Regions from separate parts of the Sus scrofa genome. Here region 1 is linked to region 2. The links are chromatin contacts, called in public Hi-C maps. All regions are on one chromosome and are shown on one strand. The core of a region is the stretch at or near the end of the contact, and the rest is flanking DNA. Distances in the headings are between cores, read along the strand shown. Region 1 has its middle 6.0 kb from the start of FFAR2. Region 2 holds the start of FFAR3 (free fatty acid receptor 3).

Region 1 (4,167 bases), core at 1,041-3,540, 65 kb after region 2:
GGGAACTCACACATCCAATAAGGGCTGAGCCAGTTAACTGCCAGAAGCCTCCCAACTCAGAGATTCCCAGGGTTTTAAGGATATGGCTGCTCCTGCTGCAAAGTGATTGAAAATTTCTGGTGCTACTCTGAGACTTTCAAGGTGAAGCTTTAACTACTCACTAACAAGCATTTGATCTTCCTCAAGTCACTTGATATATAAACCATTTCTTTACTAGGAAATTGGTAATTCATTTGTTCAACAAATATGCACTTATTTTTATCTACTATAAGCCAGATACTTTTTTAGGGGCTGGAGATGCAGCATCCATAAGAGACAAGATACCTGCCCTCTTGAGGTTTTCATTCTAGTGGGGAAGAAAAGTTAATAAGCCAGTACACAAATAACAAGGTCATGTCAGAATGCGGCAAATGGTTTTTACGAATGGACCAAAACAGGGGTATGGAAGGAAGCATAAGGAGGGATTGAGGATGTTTGGAAGGTCCTCCTGAATCGGCGATGTTCAGCTGAGACCTAAACAATGAGGAGGAGCTGCCTTACAGAGGCCCATGGGAAGAGCATTCTAGAAACAGGAACCACTGATGCAAAAGCCTTAAGGAAAGAGAAAACCTGAGCATCTCAAGGGCAGAGAGATGCTAGAGCAGTGGGGCTAAAGCAGTGGCCTGCAAATTCAGGCATGTCTGAGAATCCCATGGAGGGTTTTCTAACACACAGATTAGGGTCTTCCCTCCCCACAGCTTCAGAATCAGCAGGTCTGGGACTGGGCCCATAAGTTTGTATTTCTAACAATCCCAGGGGATATTGATGTGGGTAGTTCAGGGACCACACTCTGAGAACCACTGGGCTGGAATATCGTGAAATGGGGAGAGAGTGAATGAGTGAACGAGGAAGTCGGGGAAGTCGGCAGAAACCAGACCATGCAAAGTGTTTTAGGCCTTTTTAGGCCTCAGAAATACGAACTGATTGCAAGAGTTTTTGAAGCCATTGGGGGGTTTTCAGCAAAAGAGTGAAATAATCTGATTTCCATTTTAGGATGATCTGTGCCTATCACTGATGGGAGATGGCTCTTAGGATCAAGGAGATAATAGGCACAGCAGAGTTAAGGACCATAAAGTATTACAGCAAACACGGAGAGTTTTCATCAGGCTGGAAGCTCCCTGAAAGTGGAACTGTTTTCTCTTTCATTAGAATTGGCTGTCCAAGAACCAGATAGCCAGGAGGCAGCCTTGTTCATTATCATCCGTCTGCTTGATGGTCAAGGGTCCCCAGCGTGTGCTGGTTCTTGGGAAGGGGGTGCAGGGGACAGAAGACAGAGGATAGCAAAGGCCCTGATTTGCAGCACTTGCCAATCTCTGGGGCGGGTGCACACTCCCTCCAGGGCCCATTTCTATCAAGGTGAAGACATGGAACACGGGTTTGGCATGCGAAGCTAAACCATCGGCTCTTGAAAGCCAGTTCAAGCATATCACTGGCCGCACCTCCCAGCACGTATGCTCAGCTGGCAGACTGATCAATCCTACTGGAGAAAACTTTCTCCCTGACACAACACCCACTAGCTCAGTGTGGCTGACTGGGCCTCATCTGAGAGGATCCGTGTGGCTGGTTAGATTGCGGGACTCCTCTGAATCCCCTGCAGGAAGACAGATGGGCAAACAGAAATATTAGTGCCTGGTTAATGAATAACACAGAGAGCAGCCTAGAGCCGCTACCAGGAAACAGGGGTGGAGGGAGCTGACTGAGGCTGACCAGGGGGCCCAATCCGCAGGAAAGAGGAACCTGGCACTGACTGTTTCACTTCCCCTTTTTTGGAAAAAGATGCTAAGGTGCCCCTTCCTCAGAAATTCTCAACTGACCACACAGGCAGAGCTCACATGAAGTGCGGTTTCGTGGGGATTACAGTGGTTGGAGAAGGCAGGTGTCGGCAAGCCTGGAGGGGTCTAAAGGGAAACGTGGGGCAAGATTTCAACTCCATTCCCTTTAACTCCCCAGTCCTTTCCTCCAGGTGTGTGTTAACTCTTGCTCTCTCTCTTTCTTGCCCCCTCCGATTTATCTACCGCCTGTGGTTAGATACTTTTGCCCCATTTTCTCCTCTTCATTACTTTTCTCTAGTCACAGGAAATGAGGACACTTCTCATCTACAAGTTGCACATTCAGCCAGGAAATTGGGCCAAAGATCTCTAAGCCCTCAGAGGCAGCAGTCCAGTAACCCAATTGGCGAAGTCTCCCAGGCCTGATAAGGTAGGAGATGCGAAGTGCTGGGGGCAGGAAGCCAGCACAGGCTGCGGTCAGCTCTCCGTCCACCAGCAGCTTACCCACAGAGGGGCTGGCCGCAGCTCTATTCGAACCTCAGGCTCCCTCTCCCCAGACGCCATCCCCCGCCATCTGTCAGCCCCAGCGCCATCAGCCTCAAGGAAACAGTGCTAGGAAAAGTAAACATGCTGCTCCCAAATCGAGGCGTTTTCAATAAAAAGCCCACACTCGCCTACAGCAGTTTCTAAGGTGCCACCACAGATATTATGTCATCAAATGCACACATTTGTTCATCCACAAAGGTACATGGAGGCTACTAGGTGTGAGGCCCTACTCTAGGTGCTACAGACACAGCAGTGAAGGAGGACAAGACCTCTGTTCTCATGCAGCTCATGTTCAGTCTACAAGACAAAAAAACAGACCCTGTGAGGCCAGGCTAAGGGCTGGGAAGCCAGCAAGACAGCATCGGGGTAGGGGATGACTTTGAGCAATGAATGAGTGGCTTGGGAAGGCCCTTCGAAAGTGCCCCTTGAAGCACAGCCCACGGCTTTGCCCTGCTTAACAAAAAGGACAACTGAGGCTCAGAGCCGTGTCATGCACCAGTCTTCACCGAGACAATCTTCTGACTCCTGGCGAGGACTCCAGACTCCCTCTCAAAACTAGATGTGCAAATTCTCTTCTTAATTGGTTCCTGTGCTGCAAAGAGAAAGCAGGGGGTTCACGATTCAGGCGGTGTACCCTGGTCCAGTGCAGAACACTGGGGAGGGAGGAAGAGACTGAGCTGAGATCCTGGGGAAAGAAAGGAAGCAGAGATGGAACAGCCAAGTGCTGAGAGCAGAGGGGAGACCAGTACGGAAAGCTGATTTCTGGTAAGGAGCCATGGCTGGGGGTGGGGGGGCAGGATGCCTGGGCAGGAGGCTGAGGAGGTAACCAGGAGCCATCCCATGCTGCCTGGAACAGAAATGGCGGTGTGTGCACAGAACCCTGGAATTCTAGGGAATCTTCAAAAGCCTCCAGTCATGATTCTCAATCCTGGCTGCAATTCAGAGCCACCTGAGAAACTTCAAAAAATGCCATGTATCTGGGCATTGTATTTTGTTCACAATTTCCTGGCATCAGGACTCAGAGGGTTGAGAAGCACCCTATCTAGACCTACTCTGCCCCTGGACTAACTAGAAGGGTTTCCAGGGGGCAGCAGTCAGTAGCAACTGGGTCTGAATCCTGCCTTACACTGTGCACTCTGTGCTTTGGTTTTCCGACTGGAAAAAAAAAAAAATGGGGTCAATGCACCTATATCTTCATGTTATTATGAAGATTAAGTGGGCTTAACATGGTACATACAAAATAATTAGAACAGTATCTAGTACCCTGTAGCTATGTATATATGGCAACCTTTTTAAAATGTCATTCTAGGAGCTCCTATCATGGTGCAGTGGTTGATGAATCTAACTAGGAACCATGAGGTTGCGGGTTCGATCCCTGGCCTTGCTTCATGGGTTGGGGATCTGGCGTTGCCATGAGCTGTGGTGTAGGTCACAGACACGGCTCGGATCCCACATTGCTGTGGCTGTGGTGTAGGCCAGCGGGTACAGCTCCAATTAGACCCCTAGCCTGGGAACCTCCATATGCTGCAGGAGTGGCCCTAGAAAAGGCAAAAAGACCAAAAAAACAAAAGCAAAAAAGCAATTGTGTTAGAACAATACACAGTGTTTACATTATTGTGACTATGTAAATAATGGAGCTCTATAGTAAACTATGGTTACTTTTATACCCTGCACAACTTTCCTCCATCCCAGAATTAATAACTGCCTTATTTTTCTTTTTTTTTCCCATTTTAAAAAAAAATTATTGAAGTATAGTTGATTTAGAAGGTTGTTTATTTTTCATTTCCTTAGTTTTTTACGTATTGCTCACTAA
Region 2 (3,753 bases), core at 48-2,547:
GGTGAACAAATCCGACTAGGAACCATCAGGTTGTGGGTTCAATCTCTGGCCTTGCTCAGTGGGTTAAGGATCTGGCATTGCCATGAGTTGAGGTGTAGGTTGCAGACGCGGCTCGGATCCTCCGTTGCTGTGGCTGTGGCGTAGGCTGGCGGCTACAGCTCCAATTAGACCTCTAGCCAGGGAACATCCACGAGCAGCAAGCGCAGCCCTAGAAAAAGGCAAGGAAAAACAAAAAACAAAAAACATTTATTAGAAACCCAACTGGACAGAAGTTGGGTTTGAACTCTGGTGGTGATATTAACAAGCTGTCTTGCCTGGAGCAAGCTGCTTCCTTGCTGTGAGGATTTCAAGGCACATGGTAGAGACCTGAGAGGCAATACGTCTACTGTGGATTATGCGCCCGCTAAAAGGTAGCTGTTATTATCGTGGCCACCACGTCATGGTTAATAGTATCACTCTCACACCAGAGACAAGCCCAGCCAGTGACTGGGATGATGACAGCCGCTCACCGCAACACACCAGACTCCATTCTAAGCCTTTGACGTGATGAATGCTTTCATCTACACAACAGCCTTCTGAGATTGGTCCTGCAATCATCCCTGTTTTACCAATGAGAACGCAGACACACAGAGGATTTAAGGCACTTGCCCCCAATCAGAGTTGGAAAGTGACAGGGCCAGCACTGAACCCAGGCCCCGGCTTCAGAGCCCAAGCTCTCCATCACTGCCTCACGCTTCCTGCCCTTACAAGGCAAACTGGACCAGTGCCATTCTAGGAGAGCAGATAAAATTCAAGTGGCGAATCAGGGAGAAGAAGATGAAGTCTGCCTGTCTGCAGCCTGTCTGAGGCCCAGGAGCAAGGCACGTAGGCAGTCGTGGAACTTGCTCCTCATTTTGCATACTGGCCCGGTGCTGCTAACGGAGCTAAAGGCATCTTTTGTGCTGTTGCTCAACAGTGAGTGACGTCATGGGCACTGCCAGGTTTTTATCAGTTCTGCCAGATAATAGCTAACCATACTCATTCTGGAGAAGCCGGCAAGGTGCCGGGAGGCAGAGCATTTGGGTTCTCAGACCAGCAGGTGAGCCTGGGGTCCTGAGGGGCTGTGGAGGGTGTCTCTGCTTGCATTACGGTGGAGGGACAGGAGATGGGGTACGAGCAGGAAGAGAGGCAAGTGGACCCCGCTGAGGGAAGCACCAGGGGCGTGAGGGAGGGGGGCTGTGAGGATGCTCCCTGCTGCAGGTGGGGAAGAGGATGGTGCAAGATCCCCACCCGGACCGCCATCTCTGTCTCTTTCTCACCAGTGGCCACGGCCATGGGCACAAGCTTCTTCCCCGGCCATTACTGGCTCTACTTCTCCGTGTACCTCTTGACGTTCCTCGTGGGGCTGCCCCTCAACCTGGGGCCCTGGTGATCTTCGTGGGCAAGCTGCGCCGCCGCCCGGTGGCCGTGGATGTGCTCCTGCTGAACCTGACCCTGTCAGACCTGCTCCTGTTGCTCTTCCTGCCCTTCCGCATGGCGGAGGCGGCCAGTGGCATGCACTGGCCCTTGCCCTTCATCTTCTGCCCCGTCTCCGGATTCCTCTTCTTCACCACCGTCTATCTCACGTCCCTCTTCCTGACAGCTGTGAGCATTGAGCGCTTCCTAAGCGTGGCCTACCCACTCTGGTACAAGACCCGGCCGAGGCCAGGACAGGCTGGCCTGGTCAGCGTGGTCTGCTGGCTCCTGGCTGCCGCTCACTGCAGCGTGGTCTACATCATCGAGTTCTCGGGGGACTCCTCCAACAGCCAGGATGCCAACGGGACCTGCTACCTGGAGTTCCGGGAGGATCAGCTGGCTCTTCTCCTGCCCGTCCGGCTGGAGATGGCTGTGGTCCTTTTCGGGGTGCCCCTGCTCATCACCAGCTACTGCTACAGCCGCCTGGTGTGCATACTCAGCAGGGGAGCCAGCTACCACCGGCGGAAGAGGGTGGCAGGACTTGTGGCAGCCACGCTGCTCAACTTCCTCGTCTGCTTTGGGCCCTACAACGTGTCCCACGTCGTGGGCTACATCCAGGGCAAAAGCCCCGAGTGGAGACCTTACGTGTTGCTCCTCAGCACCCTGAATTCCTGCGTCGACCCCCTCATCTACTACTTCTCATCCTCGGGGTTCCAAGCTGACTGCCAGGGGCTGCTGGGGAGGCTGACGGGGGCCTGGGGCTTTTGGCGGCAGGAAAGCAGCGGGAAACTGAAGAAGAGCGAAGTGGAGGGGCCGCCGCAGGAGCTGTCCAATATAGACACCAGGTAGCGGCCTCGAGGAGGGGCTGGAGCGGAGGCCAGGTGCTCCGGGCCGCAAGGTGGCTCCTCCCCGGGGCGGTTCCTGGCTCAAGTCGGGCAGGGCCTTGGCCACGCAGGCTGGGGACTGGCTGGGTCTGGGGCAGAGTGGGCGCCCAGCCTCCCTCGGGCCGTGGGCACCAGAGCCCAGCTCTTGAACTCCCTTCCCTGCCCTCCCTTCCTGTCCCCGGCATGCTCTGGAGGCAGCCACAGTGAGAGCGCGTGCTGGAGTAAAACGAGCTCCCCAGGGCAGCAGGCCCAGCTTTTCTGAGGGTCAGGGAGGAGTTGAGAGCAGTGTGCAGGGTCCAAGGGAGCCCCCCAGGGACTTGGGACAGGAGAGAGGCAGCATCTGTCCTTCAGACCTACTGACCCAGAAGGTCAAGAGTGGGGACACAGGACTTCAGGCCCAAAGGAGCATGCTGCTGGTCCCACGGACTTTTCCAGAAAGTTTCCATTATGAATAATAATTCATACCCCAATTCAGAAATCCCAGCTCAGATTTTCAGAGATAGTTATGAAAAATGACAGAAGAAAAATTACTTAAGTAAATTTGGCAGCAAGCAAAAGAGAATAGTTTTTTCCTTAATTGATTTTTTTTTCTTACAGTGTACGTGGGTATATCTTAGGTGGAATTGTTGGAAGGAAAAAACACCTAGACTCTGAAGGAAAGGGGTTAAACAATACGATGCCTAGATGCTGGGAGAGAATCTGGGTTAGAGGAATAAAAATAACATCTAACCTATCTTAAGGCCTCGGCTGGACCTTGTCCTCTTCCATTTTCTCAGCTGTGGCCGGTACTATTACTTGGCCCATTTTACAGCTGAGGGAATGGGCCTGGAGGGGTGAGGTCTCTCACCTGAGATCCTGAAGCCCATACGTAGTTGAAGCAGGGCTGGGAGCTGAAATTAGCTGCCTCTGAAACCCATGTCCCTAATCCACTCTGCCCCCACTGTGTGTCATCAGCTGTCCCCAGGCCTAGGCAGACTTCCAGAGTTAGCCGCAGCGGTCTGACCCAGACAAATGTAAATAGGCCGCAAGGACAAACAGAACCAGATGCAAAACAGATTGACTATCTGGGTATACACATCCCCTTCCCAGTAAAAAAAAAAAAAAAAAAAAAAAATGCCCTCTTGAAAAAAATAAAGAGGATTAGTCAGCACAGTTGACTCCTGGTTACTACGAAGACAGCTGTATGTTCTTAGGAGTTATTTTTATCAAAATGTGACAACTTAGTGATTTTTCATTTCCACCGAGGGGTGGGACATGAGGAAGAGTTGGTCGGGGCTACTTCCCCCAGCAAGGCAAGCAGAAAAATGCTGCTACATACATGCCAGCAGTCAGCTTTGGTTCAAAAAACATGGATTGTGCACCTCAGGTGTGCAGGTGGCTGGGTGTGGAACTTCGTGGATTTTAAGACTAGTGTCTTCAGCATCTGCTTTCTTCC

The links. Hi-C and Micro-C count contacts between places; a contact is called where the count stands out from the background.
Region 1: a contact with region 2 is called in a Hi-C map of fetal liver, with 2.4 times the contacts expected there. The contact joins the enhancer-like site here to the promoter of FFAR3 in region 2. A contact is called at or near these places in 1 of 5 promoter capture datasets (liver), 12 of 47 Hi-C or Micro-C datasets (blood, embryonic fibroblasts, fetal heart ventricle and 3 more) and 1 of 2 datasets of contacts at active chromatin or transcription factors (alveolar macrophages).

Annotation. Positions count from the first base shown.
Region 1 is chr6:44,906,676-44,910,842 of Sscrofa11.1, forward strand. No RefSeq gene overlaps it. Among named protein-coding and RNA genes, the nearest start is that of FFAR2, 6.0 kb to the left of the region's middle. Within about 2 kb of position 2,291, at least 15 of the 83 cell types and tissues checked have an H3K27ac peak or open chromatin away from gene starts, as enhancers often do. A contact at or near this core is called in alveolar macrophages, fetal liver and liver, where this site is marked.
Region 2 is chr6:44,842,852-44,846,604 of Sscrofa11.1, forward strand. It overlaps FFAR3 (free fatty acid receptor 3), which reads left to right and starts at 1,298. Exons shown (of 2, transcript NM_001315601.1): 1 at 1,298-1,400; 2 at 1,403-2,321. The coding sequence starts at 1,313. The coding sequence ends at 2,283.